Linked DNA regions of Sus scrofa: region 2 is linked to region 1. Evidence: chromatin contacts called from public promoter capture Hi-C data. All regions are on one chromosome and are shown on one strand. The core of a region is the stretch at or near the end of the contact, and the rest is flanking DNA. Distances in the headings are between cores, read along the strand shown.

Region 1 (7,344 bases), core at 1,481-3,980:
AGTGCCCCGGATGACTTTATTGTGCACCTTGAGAATCACTGGCTTGGTGTTAAGGCCCCATGGGGGTTTAGAAATCACCTGACCCAGTGCCATAGAATAGTGAATGTGAGCTCTATACACAAGACAAAACATCACAGTATGAGTGGGAAAAGCTAGCTGCAGAACAGAGGTGCAGAAAGGGCAAATTATAAAATGTACCTTCCACTATTATACAGTCTCTGTTTTTGTGTTTAGGTTTTTTAAAAGTCTACAAGTGGATTAGAAAGAAGGTTAATTTTCAGGTGGTTTTCTCTGAGGGAAGAGAGGATAAAGGGGCTGAAAGGAGCTCCATCTTCTGTCCTGCTGTACTTCATTTCTATTTTAAAAACAGGTCTTGAAACAAATATTACAAAATGTTACCAATGTTCTCTTTTGGCTGGAAAGTATGTACTTAATTATATTTCTTTGTGCTCTTCTATTTTTAAAAAAATGTTCTCCAACAAAAATGATCATCAATTAAAGAATAAAATCTAGCATCTAGGTTTTTCTAAATGAGAACTATGAGGCCCTGAAGCGTAATTGACATGATAATCATGCCAAGGGCAGGGCCTGGGCCTCTGGACTCCCATCCGAGGGCTCTGCCATTGACCTATGCAGAGTCACAGATGGTGCTGCCAGGAAAGCCCTCCTCAGGGAGTTCTCCCTCTCTTAGCATCCCCTTAACCACCTCCTCTGACAGGTTCCCAGCTTCCTGCAGGCAGAGGCTCAGGGCTGTGTGGCTGCAGGCTGCTTTCTCCCTCTTGGCCACTATCCAGCGCGGGGGATGCTCAGAGGCCCAGCGCGGTGCGTTCAGCTTGGGCAGCTCGGCCCCTGGGCCCTCGTGACCCAGGCAGGCGGCTGTCTGTGCCTCCGCAAGGCTGGCGCCCCAGTGGGCGTTCCCAGGCGGTAACCCTGCAAAGAAGGCAATCAGCTTGCTAGTATCTATGCTGAGAAGCCCCCTCTGAAGGCAGCGATTCAGACATAAAGCTAGATGAATGTGTTTCGCTGCAAAGCCTGCAGCTGGATTTTCAACTAGCACTGGAAAGGTGTTGAAATTGGGAGACTGAAGAGATCTGCTCTTTTGATTCGGGCACTTCAGGATTTTGCAGGCTCCGGACGGCCCTGGTCCAAAGCAAAGAATCTCCCTGTGAGACTAAGCTAAAATTTGGAAAGTCAGCTGCGTAAATAATTTTCTCTGAATTAAAAGCAAGCACACGGTTGCATGTGCTGCTTTTCCTTCCCTCTCTTGTTCTGATGTGGCTGGCTCCCCTGTCACTGAGCTGTTTGAATGAGCTGGGCTTTTCCTCTTTCCTAGCAAGCACTAGTGTAAAAGCCAGCGGGTGCCTGAGAACAGATGAAGGGCCATGTTCCTGGAGTAGGAGTATAGCTGCAATTATGCCAGGCAATCAGAGGCTTTAATGGATGAATGGTTGTCACAGCACGGTTGGGTGTTTGATAACCTCTAAGGTTGCTTATTGTGAGTGGAAACCACAAGGTGAAAAAAAGAGACAGGGATGGATGAGCCTGTGTTTCTTTCACCTCCTTGCCTTTGAAGATTTTGACATTACTTCCAAGTACTCCTTAGGGAGGATACTCTTGGGGGCCCAGCAGGATTTTGCTTTGAGGAAAGAGGAGGAGAGCCATAATTAAGGAAGAAAATGCAGAAATTTGGGGTAGGGCTGCACATTGAATGCAGGAATTCAAAGCACAAAAGTTCCATGGAGGAGAAAGTGACCAAAGCCCCATTATCCAGTATCCCCAAAGGAGGAACTGGAAGCACTGAGATAGGATCCCCACCCAAGGTCTCCAAATAGAAAATAGGGAGATAGGAAGGAGAAGCATCTGCTTCACTTTTCATTCAGTGTCCCTCAGGATTTTGGCAGCTCCAGAAATTGAGCTCAAGTAGTATTCCAGGCACCAGAGTGTTTTATTGCTGGATTGCAGCAGAAGGAATTTTCCTTAATGTTTGGAAACAAGAGGGCATTGGCTCTCTAATGCAGGGACATCAGATAGAGCTCCATTTACTTGCCAATCCCGTTTGAATGGCAGTGGCTTGTTGGAACATTCAGTCAGGAATGGTTTTAAGGCCAGATCTAGGCTCCCCAGAAGAATGGTGCTTGATTGATTAGTGATGTCTGCTTGGGTATGGCATGGGGAGGGCATATATATATGGGCTTCCCATTTGTCTCTCTGCTTTGGGATGCCTTCCCTTCTGTAGGGGCACCATCACCACTGACATCAATGTGATAAACTTGATATAATAATCTTTGCTTTAGATTCTTCTGCTAAGAAGCTTTTGACCTAAAAGGGAAGGTCAGCAATGGTATTTTTTAGGTCCTAAGGAATTGGATAGTGTATGATTCAAGAGGCACTGAAATGCTCTTTCACTGGCTCACCTCAGTTACCAAATGCCAGCAGACCTTATCCAGAGAGAACAGACCTTTCTTCATAGGTTCATCCTCTGAAAACTAAACAGCCTATACTTAGGCTCATCTTCCCTGAATTAAGCAATGAGAAATTTGCAATTATATGGCTAAAATAAGTGTTCAGTGACTAAGTCTTCTTTCAAGAGCCTGAGGTAGGTAGTTTTGAGCACAAATCCACTTACGCAATATGTCCGTGGGCTTTTCAAGCACAAATAGAAGTTATGGTGAAATAAATAAAGAAGAGTAGTTGGAACAGAACTTTGCACCAATGTCTTTCTGCCTGCAGGAGGTAGGAAAATCCCAGAAAGGATGACTCAATATTTGAATCAAAACAGAACTGAGTGGAAGGACAGGAGAGGAAAGAGAAAAGAAAGAGGGAGGGACTCAAACCCTACTGCAGTAACTCCAGCTCAAGAAAAATGTGAGATACTCCAGTCTGTCATTATAGCCTGTGGTGGGCCAAATAATGGCCCCCCCCAAAGACATCCAGGTCCCAAACACCTGATCCCCCTACATAGTAAAAGGGATTTTGCAGGTATGATTAAGATTCTTAAGATGGACTCACTGTAATCACAAGGTTTCTAGTAAGAGGGAGGCAGAATGACCAGTCAGTGAAGGAACTATGATAATGGAAGCAGAGGTCAGAGTGATGTGAGTCTTGAGCCAAGGAATGTGGGAGCCTCTTAAAGCTGGAAAAGGTAATAAGAGATTCTCCCCTAGGGCCTCTAGAAGGAACACAGTCCTGCAGACCCATTTTAGTCTTCTGACTGCCAGAAGTATAAGTGACTAAATGTGTGTTGCTTTAAACAGTTAAACTTGTATCCACTTGATATGCAGAAATAAGAAATTAAGATAGAATGCATGGCTGACTTATAATGAATTGTCTCCTCCATTCCCATAGACTTTAGGCTTTTGAGAGCATTACTCCCATAAATGCCTGTTCTTAGGAATTATGGCCCCACCATGTGTTGTTTAGAATGAGTTTTAGTCACACATTTCAATCAGCCTCAGTGGTGTTTGTCTAATGGCAAGTTTTGTCCACATAAAAGGAATTCCAAGCTTAAGCACCTGATTCCTAACCCCTCTACATGTAAGGCTGCCAGCTTAGCACCAAAGAAATATCTATGTCCTGGATAGAAAGAATATTTTTGTGGGAAATCCTTAAAATCCAAGCCCGTGATCTATGTTTGCCATGAAAAGTTATTATCAAACTCACAATTTTATTATTTATTTATTTAAAAATTGTATGGCTGCACCCACAGTATATGGAAGTTTCTGGGCTAGGGATTGAATTTACAGTTTATGGTGGAGCTGGGGTGATGCTGGATCTTGGATTGAACCTATACTTTGGCAGCAACCCAAACTGCTGCAGTTGGAGGATTCTTGACCCACTGAGCCATGGTGGGAACTCCAAAGACCCACAATTTTCTTTTTTTTTTCCCCAGTGGCTTTTAATTGCTCTATGTCAGTTATGAGGCTATGAGACACTTCTTTATACCACCCTTCCTCTATCACAGTGATGGAAAGAATTACTCCAATTGGGCATATGGACTAAAAAGCATCTGTATCTTGTCAGGCTAGTTAAGATAAAAGACATTGAAAACTTCTTTCTGAGAATAAATCTGCAGGTTCCACAAGGCCAGGACCAGGGCTTGTCTTTAGCCATCAGTGAGTCTAGCAACTAGCAGAGCACCTGGTACAGGGTAGACACTCAAGCACTATATCTCAGTTGAATAAATGAATGAATGAAAAAGTATAAATAATCATTGATGGTGGTCATTCACTATGCAAATTTCCTTAAGGAAAATGACATATGAAGAAAAAGCTAGAGATTATTGCTGAGTTTTGCTAGAAATATAGTGGTCTTTAAAATGGAAGAAAATAAGATTTCTCTGCATGTGATCCTTGGTATAATTACAGGAGATTTTAATTTTCTCCTTTATCTTTGTGTTTTTAATTTTTTTCAAGTTGAATATGATTTACATTTATAATCAGGAAAAAAATTTGTTTTGTTTTTTAAAGTAGATTACTAGGAAATATGGTTAGTTGGCTAGAGTTGGATGACTTCCTTGGGGATGGATTTAGCTGTCAGAGGGAGGCATTAAGCTCATAGTTGATTATTGATTCTTGGTTTTCTTACGGGAAAGTGAGACATGGAAATAGCCAGGAGGTAAGATTTAGTGTTATGGTCAGAAGCAATGACTGGAATCAGACCTTGAGCCTGTTTCTTCCTAGCTGTTTGAACTATTAAACTAGTCACCTAGTTCTCTCAGCTATGATATTCCCTTCTATAAGACGGATAAACATCCCTTACAGGAGTACTCAGAGGTTAAATGAGATACATGTTGTAAAGCATTTAGCCCTGTGCCTGGCACATTATAATTGCTCAATAGATGTCAGCTGTTATTACTTTTATTATGAACAAACTGAACATTCTTGGCCTTGATGCTGACATTTCCTGCTGATATGCAAACTGGTTTTTCAGTGCACATAAATGGAGGGCACTGGGAATTCCTGCTTTTTTTCTAGCAATAATTAGAAATGACAGAGTAATTAGGTGGTTAGAGGACATAATTAACCTCTCTGACTCTCAGCACTCTTCTCTGTAAAAGAAAGGGATGGAATTTGGAAAACCTTTAAGATTCCTCCCTGCTCTAAGATGTTATAAGATGTATTTTTTTCATTGGAAAACTTCTTTCAAAAGATAATGAATTTTGTAAAAAAAAAAAAAAGTCATTAAAAAAATGAACTACAATCTATTCCTTCCTACATCTACTGTCCCAGATGAACCTGGGAACATAGTAAGAAAGATCCTGGTATCTGGCCAATTGCCTTTGGATTTCATGAACAAGGCTAGAAGTAGATTCTAATTTTCACTATTTTAGTTGCTTTAGAAAATTAAATTTTATTTGTCCTGGAAGTGGACTAGAGGGAAAGGACAGCTAAGAATTTTTAAAAACTCATGTATTGTTAAAGAGAGTGAGAACTCACTATTTCAAGGTGAAGCATGGCTAACTTTATGATGGAAAATTTAAGATTGTACCTGGCTAAAATGAGTAGTAACTTTTTGTTTTATAGACGACTGCTGCATGGCTGCCCAGGGCTACCAATTAGAGTGCCACCTCACCTAACCTTTCACTCTGTCCCTTTTCTTTCTCATCAGAACTTGACTGTCCAATGTTTCATCCCCCCCCCCCCAGGGCCTTGCTTCAAGCTGCTATGGTAACAGCTAGCTAACCCAAGCTTCATGTGCCCTTCCTGCCTTCTCAAGCAAGGGAGACTTCTGGAAACATCTCTTCCTGGAAGTGAGATGACACTAATGGGGGAAATCTCAAACTAAAAGTTAAGACTGATATTTTGAAACAGGTAGCCTGTGGTACCTCTCAAATTACAACAGAGAAGCAGTCTTCCTTCTTACCTCCATGTATAGCCAACCTAGTACTTTGTTATTCTTGTTCTTTCCTTTTGCTAAACAACTATGTCCTACCTGCTGTGATAACAGTAACAGGCAGTCTGTGGTCTATCCTATGGAGAAGTACTGAGTGTTGTGACTGCACAGGTGATATTCAAATCCAATTAGCCAGTGCCTTTGCCTGGACTCTTACTAATGCAGGAAGAAATGACATTGGAGTTAAAACAAAACAAAACAACCTCTGGCAATTTCTCATCTTGTGGCTGATTGGCTTCTTTGACACCCAAGGGAGGTATTGTCAAATCAGCAATCCCCCAGAGATGTGCTGTCTTGGAGATGCTAAATTGCAAAGGGAAAACAGCTCAGTGTTAAGGAGGAAGAGTGCTCTGGATATGGAATGATTATAAGGCGAAGTAACCTTCAAAAAAAAAAAAATGCTGCAGCATCTTAGTAAACATATATACTAGTATTTGCATTCTAAGATATCTCGTCTCAGGTGCTTAGACTTGCAATCTCAGTCTCTTTCTCCCCAAATGTATTTCCTAGCATGTCAATGCACCAAAAGAGGGTAAATGACTAACAACAGTTTAACACTGCCCATCGCCAGAGGTATTTGCATTGTGACATGAAATAGAAAGGCAGTTCAAAATACTGTAGGATTTAAGTGCAGCAGCATGAAGGGATGGAAGGAATTGAAAATGCAGATGATTCTATAGTCCAATAACCTAGAATGAATCCTATCTGCACTTTTGCCTTTGGGCAAGATACTTAACCTCTTTAAGCTTTCATTTTCTTACCTATATTAGGGAATCATAATTATTCCTATCTCATAGAGGATGTTCAAATGATTAAATTATATTATCCATGTAAAGTGTTTAAGGGGCAGGTAACTGCCTAATAAAGGATGATTCTTGCTATAAATAAAGCTTTATGGGAAGGAAATTAAGATCAGTTGTGGAATTTGGAACATCCTTTATTTATTTATTCAACAAATGCTTATTGAGCACCTGTCAAGTACTTCCATATCCTGTTCTAAAAGCTGGGCTGGGAGAACAGCTATGAACAAGATGGACAAACTCTCTGTCATTACTGTCTACAGATTAATGGGGGAAGGCAGGGAACAAACAAACGCGTGTACAATATAATTTCAGGTACTAATAAGTGCTATGAGAAAAACCAGCAAGGTAAGGTGATAAAGAATGATATAGAGGAGGACCATTTTAGATAGGACGGTCAGGTAAGATATCTCTGAGGTGGGGGGACACATGCACAGAGCTTTAAGTGAATTAAAGGAATGAGTCAGCTAAGGCACTGTTGGAAAGAATCAGCAAATCAGTCGTGTTCGGTGGAATATTTGTTTTCCTGGGAATATCCTGTTACCTCTAAAATTATATCATAGAAATAATTAACTTGGCTAAGGATAAGATTGATCTTGACTGGAGATTAGGGCCCGATGAAAGAAGATAACCAGAATTTACTGAGTTATTA
Region 2 (7,344 bases), core at 2,445-4,944, 220 kb after region 1:
AGAGGAAAGCGTACAGAGCGACAGACACTCTGCAACATGAGTGTCTCAGAGAGACTCAAAGCAATCTGATATCAGAAATACTTGAAATAGGAGCATTTACCCAGGGAATTGAATATATGGGTAGAAAGAAGAAGGATTATCGTTATTGTGTATGACCAACAGAGGGGAAAATTAAGGTCTTTGTATTGACCTTATAGTAGGCATGTTTGGGCCCAGAATGAGTAAGACTTTGGATTACTTCATTAGGATTTTAATTTATCATTTATTAAAAGATAAACAACTTCTTATTGAGGTCTTCAACATTTGACAAAGGATTGAAATAAGATATGTTTAAGGTTCTTTTCAAATTCTGAGCCTGATTCTTCATGTATAATAATGACATAAATCATAGTGATTATGTCTATAGATAACTATAAATAAAGCCTCATGTAAATAAAACAAAAAGACATTTTGGTCAGTAGGAATAATCTTTACAGGGAATGTACCATTTGAGTTGGAGCTTGAATGACTGGTAGGATTTTACTGCAAAGCACCTCAGGCTAAAAATTAAACAATGTAAGTGTATGGAGATTACAAAGGCTCCCACTGCAACTTCATATTCATTTTACCTAAAACTGATTAGGTTATCTTCATAAATTTCATTCACTTATATATAGATGAGGGGGAATAATATGTTTTTAGTCTAATCCAGGAACCTAAATAAATCAGTATTTTAATATGTTCCTTTAGGTAAAGTTAGGATTTTTTTAGATATAACCCTCAGTCTTTCAGATTTCTACCTTTCCCCCTATATCCTCTTTTAAATGGTATTTGGGAATATCATTACTCTGAGGCACTGGGACTTAAATAGTATCTTTTGCCTCCTCGGGTTTCTGTGTTGACATCTCCTGCATATCTGGTTTTTCATTTGGAGTTGGTGGGTAGAAAACTCTTAGTCTGTGCTTTCTCAGTTTGGTCAGGGCCTGGTAGCTGTCTCTGACTGACAAGTCTTATCTTTTTTGATGGTTTAGACATCAGTGTTCTAGAAGGTCTCCCCTGCAGTTTTTGCTAGAATATCACTTTGCTCTTTTAACATGGCAGGCCTGCTAGCTCTCAACTCAGCTACCTTCTGAGAACAAGGAACTTTCAGCAGTTCTGGAAAGTAAACTCCTGTCTTCCCTTCACCTAACAATGATGCCCTGTTCAACGTTACTTGAATGTGGTTCCCTCTTAGCATGACCCGGTGACATCCTCCCAAAGATCTAAGAACTGGGGCAGCAATTGCTCTGTCCTGTAGCCTTCCCATATCCATCTGGACATTTCTAAATTTACAACCCCTCACCCTACATCCTCAAGGTAAGAGTGAGTAAAAATGTTGTTGGATGCCTTCCTCAAGCACTTCTACCTCTTTTTTATAATCCTCTGAGCCTTTTCTTCTACTTACTTATCCCACAGCCACCATCTTCCTTACACCAATCTCTGACCTAAGCCTTTATGGTGGGCTAGAATATCTTGTCTTTGCTAGAGAAATTCTATCATTTGCATCATTGGCCTAATCTTGAAATATTAAACCATGTACAAATTTATATTTTATCTCTTGACAATGTCTTGATTTGAGGCCTAACAATTGCTAAAAAAAAAAAATCCTAGGCTGAATGTCAAAAGTTAAACATTAACTGATTTTTCATATTTCTTATGTAACAATCTAAATCCTTAACAGAAAGGTGCTTTGGATTAAGTAGGTCTTATATTTGCATTACTATTTCTCAAAACATCACCCCATTTTCCATTACTCAAATACTGTTCTACTGATATTTTACTCTTTAAAGCCTTTCAATCATTTCCCATATCTTTAAAATAAAGTCATTTTAGAGGCTTTCCTAACTAACCAGACTTTGATGGGATCCATGTGTGTGCTTCCACAAACTCCCATACTTCCTCTTTCATAACACCTATCATTTTACTTTTTCAATGTCTATCTTTCCTTATTTGGATTCAAAAATTCAACGTTTAGTATACTGTCCTTGGACATAGCAGGTGCTTTCTAAATATTCATATGCTTTTTAATTTTAATTCTATGCATGAATTATGTTTCTCATCTGTAAATCAATAAATTGGTAATATAGCTTACACAGTTCATTTTAAGATTTATAAATTTAATACTACTCTGAAAGATGAACTTATTGTAGTTGGGCTGACAATATTAATTTCTAGTCCTTCAGAACCAGGCTTTAAAACACAGGAAATTCACCAATAAGCACCATCTTGTCATGCTTCTTGACAAGTAATAATTTATCCTTTCCTTGGGGACACCTTGACACAAAAATTTTCTCAAAGTACACGAAGGACATCCATCTTCATTAATACCTAAGCTGATAATGAGGACGTTTCACTTTAGGATACCCAATTATATTCTGCAGATTTTTAACAATTTGCAATTGTGCCAAATTTTCTCACAGGCTTATTTTACCTTAAGCTGGTCCTTGTGTTTCATGAGGCATCAATTAACTAGATTTAGCCATGTTATGGCTAAATGGATGCGACTAGAAAGGGCAGCATATAGCAATCCATGTGTAAACTTACTCTATAGGTTAACATCTAGGTTTGAGGTTGGAAAATCAATGACAAGAAACTTTCATTTCAAATTAGAATACACACTAAAAATGGGGAGGTGGCACTACTTTTGATCCTGAGATAGTAACAAAACTAAAAACTATTCCAAAAAAGCAAAACGCCTGGGACCCTATATCTATTTTCTTTTTAAAAATCATGTACACCTCCACTGAGTGCACTGCAGAATCTCGTGACACTAAAAATAATGGGCACACAAGTTTAGGGTAACTTAAGACAGCACATTTTCCACTGTGGAAAAGAAAGCTACCTTCCAAATGCTGCAGGGCAGATACTGTCTTTCTCTCCTTCACTGGCAACTAAAACAAAGCCTTTGATGGGGAGTAAGCACTTATTTGTTGAATGAATGAATGAAGCTAGACTGTGAAGGATGAAAGACTAGCAGCTGGCTCCCCAAGGCACATCTGCTGCCTTTCAGCAGCTTTGGCGGGCATCCCCTTATTCCCTCACCTTTCTGGCAGTTCTGAATTCCACAGTTTGCCCCTCCTTCGGGATGGCCAAAATCCTATCCCTAAACCGTACCTCTCCTCATTTAGTCGGCTCATTCTCACACTGAGCAGCTGTTTCCAATGGCTGGCCAAGCAAACAGGATTAGGGCGGCTAGGAGCCCCGGACCGTGAGGGGTTGAAGGTTGCCCGCGGGCTCCCAAACCCGATAGAAAAGTGTGTGGACCCTCATTTTCCCAATCCCTGATAAACCAACTGCTCAATCTCACCTCCTCGTGCAGAAGCCTCAGTGCCAACCTGGCTCCGAATGACACTGTGAGGAGGGAATGAACGCCAAATCACCCTCACCGGGAGGGAGGGAGAGGCAAGCGCCACCCTCACCGCCAGACACGCCCGCCGTTCCCGCGCTCCTGGCGATTAGAGCCCTCACCTTGGGCCTGAAGGCGCCGAGGCAGGAGGGCCGCCGGGGGCGCGCGCGCGCAGAAGGGCGGGGGAGAGCGAATGCTGCGCGCCAGCAGGTGGACGCGTCCTCTTGCGCGCCTGCGCGCCTCGCGCCCTCTTCCTCACGTTCCCCGCGCACCGCGTCCCCTCCCCGCCGGGAGCGCGCCGCCTCCCACCCTCGCGCCGGGTCGGTCTCCGTCTTTCAGACCCGCACGCTCCGCGGAGCTCCTGCCTCTGCTGTCGCCTCGGCAGCGGCTCTCTAGCCCCGCAGCTCAGCCTCGGCTCCTCAGCGCCGAGTCCCAGGCCTGCCCCCCTCCCGCCCTCCGCCACTCCCCTTCCCTTTCCCGCCCTTCTCTACCACACGGTCCGCCGAGAGAGCTTGGGTACGAAGCAGGCGGACTTGAGAAGGGGGTTGGAAAAATGGAGGTGCCGCGCCTGGATCATGCCCTCAACAGCCCTACCAGTCCCTGTGAGGAGGTGATCAAAAACCTCAGCCTGGAGGCCATTCAGCTGTGCGACCGGGACGGTAAGAGCGGCCGGGACTTCGGGGAGAGGGGCCGAGCCCGCGCCGCGGCCAGGCGCCTCGGCAGCCCCGGCTTGGCCGACCCTGCCCGCTCGGGCGGCAGGGTCTTTTGTTGTCCTCCCCCCAACCCTTGTGCAAATGAATGAGGGTGGGGGCTCCCCTTCGCCCACCTACCCTCCCCTCAAACCCGGGGAACAAAAGGACCCCGGGGCTAACGCTTCGTCCGGGAAAGTCCCCGGCTGCGGCGCCGCTCGCTGTTCTCGGCTGCCTGGCCCCGGCTGAGGGGCTGCCCCGCGAGGGCGCCGTTCCTGCCCGCTGCTCCAGCTCGGGACGAGGCGTGTCCGACCTTTGCCGCAGAACCGCTTTCCTGGGTCTCCGGGAGCCGAAGGGGAGTTGCCCTCAGGATGTTTCTAGCCTGTTCCACCCCCTTCACCCCCCGCACACAGTAGTTAGCGATCTCTGCCCAGAAACTTATCATTTCCTTTTCTGAACCTCCCTTCTTCAGATTTCCTTCTCTCAAAATGGGATTGAGGTGACAGTTTCTTCAGTGAAGGGGCAGAAAAAGAGTGCATTTCAGCACCAAGGACAGCCACAGGCTTCGTGGTTTTGGGGTACGATTTAGAAACTGTCAAAAATCTGTAAAGGAAGTGGCCTAATATAGCTCCTGTGATTCAGAATATGTGGCGAGTACTCACCATTGTGTGTTGATATTATATGGCCTATTCTATTGTTAAAGTTGGCAGTCTCCTAAAGAAGGAAATTGATTAAACACAGGTTCTGAGCGTTAAAGAGATAAACTAGTACTCTGTGCAGTATGGGTAGTTATAGTGCTTCTGTATGAGTTGGAGTAGTTGGAAGTCAGTGCTGTTTAAGTAATGTGGAATAAAACTTCATCTGTAAAGTCACCTGATTAGTATTGATTGGCCTAATAATTGTAAAATTGTACATCTGACAAAGGAAAAATAATTTGTGTGTTGTCAAGATGATTCTGAACAGTTTGGGCTTTAAATGAAATTAAGGTTTAACTATATAGAGAGGGGTAATTTTAAAATGGTGTTTAGCCAAAGTGATACAGAAACACTAATGTGCTTATGATAGGTCATAAAATTGATCAGTATGAATCCAAGTAGAGAGCAGAGGTCTTGTTTACAGTCATTTAAATGGTAATAACTTGGTTAGGCGTTGCTATACAGTGCAGTTTAGGTCAGCTGAACATGGAGTTTCCACTTGTTAATAAATTTAGGACAGTCACTCTTTGAGTAATTGCTCTTTGAATCCAAAACCACTTTAAATAATTCTGAAACAAGTGTTGTATGTTTATGAAATATTCTTGGAAAAGTTACTTACATTTCCTTCATCCTTAGACTATTTTGGTCACCATAGTAATAGGTGCACATATTTGTGGCATCTAAAAAAAATTCATTGTTTCTATATTCTATATATAAGCTTGCATTATTAGAATATACAGATTTTTAAAAAACATATCACATAAGAAGTCCCATGGAGTTTACTTTACACTATTGTGAAATGACTTTTTGTACTGTTATCATTGTAAATATTTTCATTTTCCTAGATTGCTTTGACAGAAAACCAAGAATCTACTAAAAGTAGATTTTATTTTCATTTACCTCAGTGATGTATCAGAAGCTTATTGCTGTAGTTTTTGGAAACAGGCAGTCATGGTTGCTCTTCAGAAGCCAGTAATCAATACTTAAAATTGCTTTTAACCACATGTTTCAAAGATACTAGGAAACATAAAGTTTTTAAATGATGGTTACAGAGTTAATAATGTAGAGTGCAAAAATTAATGTGCTGCATTTACCATGGTCTCTTCTTCTGGAGAAGTGGTCATTTTATTTTGTTAATATTTTTTAGTTGTTTCATTTCACATTATTAATCCTGCAAAATGAGCCAATTATGTAACATTTGATTTGGAAAGGTATTGTCACTAGGCCATATCTATGAAAATTGCTTATTTGCAGACTTTCTAATGGATTCAGCATAGATTAACTAATGTTTCATTTTATAAAATAGTGTATACTAACATATATAAAGGGTTAACTCTTCTATTAAAAGATGTGTAAAATTTGAAAATAGCTTGTGTAAAGGTGTTCTTAAATGCCTAACTTTTCATTTCATAACTCTATACATCAATTCCAAAGATGTTAATAAGTTGGCTTCATGGGAGTAATTTGGAAGAGATGATATAGTTATTTTTACAAAAAAATTTCTAAGTATTGCATTAAGTTTTTCAACCACATCTTATTATAAATTTTATATTGAGAGATTTTCAGGTAAAGGCTATTTGGTTCCTTCACTCCCTTCCTTTCACTAAGGCCTCATTATTTAACTTCTATAACTATATTACAGAAATATTAGTATGTGGTAGGTATATTATGTGCTCAAGTAATAAATGCTATATTTTCATAATTTTATGACTATAGAAATAGATTTGTCTTGTTTGTTCTTTATTTTACTCTACTATTAATCTGATGGGAAAAATTAGAAAAATTCCTTGTAAGTGGACTAAAATAGAATGAGAAAGTAGCATATGATTGTTTAATAAACATTTTCTTTTACCCTCTCCACTCATAGACATGTTTAATTTTATAGTGTTTTGCGTATTGCATCAACTAAGAGCTGGAGCTGCTGGTAAACAGTATGGCTTATGTTTCTCTGGCTCTCTTATTTTTTTTCTGTATTTAGCTATTTTCTTATAAATTAATTTGTTTACATTATTAGCAACAATTCACAATGCTTCTTTTTCTCATGATTCCTCAAAAATACCTAATAGTCTTTGAAAATATAGAATAGAGTCCAAGTGGTCATATAATTGGATTTTTTTTTAATTATACAAGAGGATTTATATACACACACTATCTCATGTGTACTTTTATCCTGGGCATATGTGCTTTGGTTGCTAGTGTAAGGCCCTGCCTAAGGGTTATTCCAGATGAAGATTCTGGATAGACTTCTATTAGGAAATCTCTGAAGATGTGCTGTAGATCTAGTAGTTTCTGTAATCTCTGTTGTAAGTGAAAGAGTCTGTTTTCTTCCATCTCTGCTGTGCTGAAGTATCCTCAAGTTGCATATCTAATGTACTTTTCCAAAAACATCAAAGAAAAAACATTAATTTCTCATCTGGAAGCATCAGTAATTTGGAAACTCTTTTCCAGTTTGTTTCTTCAGACCCTCAGTGACCTTAACGTGACAAAACAACTCTGACTCCATACGTAGAATTCTGCATTGCTTCTTTTCATCTTTTTTATCATGCATATACATATAGAAGCTTTCTTTCCTTGCTGAGAAGATTTATCTTTATAT

The links. Promoter capture Hi-C pulls out the DNA fragments that hold promoters and counts their contacts.
Region 2: a promoter capture Hi-C map of liver shows a contact between it and region 1, with 6 times the contacts expected there. The contact joins the promoter of PHYHIPL here to the enhancer-like site in region 1. A contact is called at or near these places in 3 of 5 promoter capture datasets (fetal liver and liver), 24 of 47 Hi-C or Micro-C datasets (adipocytes, alveolar macrophages, brain and 14 more) and 1 of 2 datasets of contacts at active chromatin or transcription factors (skeletal muscle).

What each region holds. Positions count from the first base shown.
Region 1 is chr14:62,306,336-62,313,679 of Sscrofa11.1, forward strand. All of the region lies in intron 5 of LOC110256651 (a long non-coding RNA gene), which reads right to left. Among named protein-coding and RNA genes, the nearest start is that of PHYHIPL, 220 kb to the right of the region's middle. Within about 2 kb of position 2,731, at least 2 of the 83 cell types and tissues checked have an H3K27ac peak or open chromatin away from gene starts, as enhancers often do. A contact at or near this core is called in liver, where this site is marked.
Region 2 is chr14:62,522,221-62,529,564 of Sscrofa11.1, forward strand. PHYHIPL (phytanoyl-CoA 2-hydroxylase interacting protein like) reads left to right here and starts at 3,695. Exons shown (of 5, transcript NM_001244581.1): 1 at 3,695-4,023. The coding sequence starts at 3,918. It overlaps LOC110256651 (a long non-coding RNA gene), which reads right to left and starts at 3,468. Exons shown (of 7, transcript XR_002338489.1): 1 at 3,326-3,468.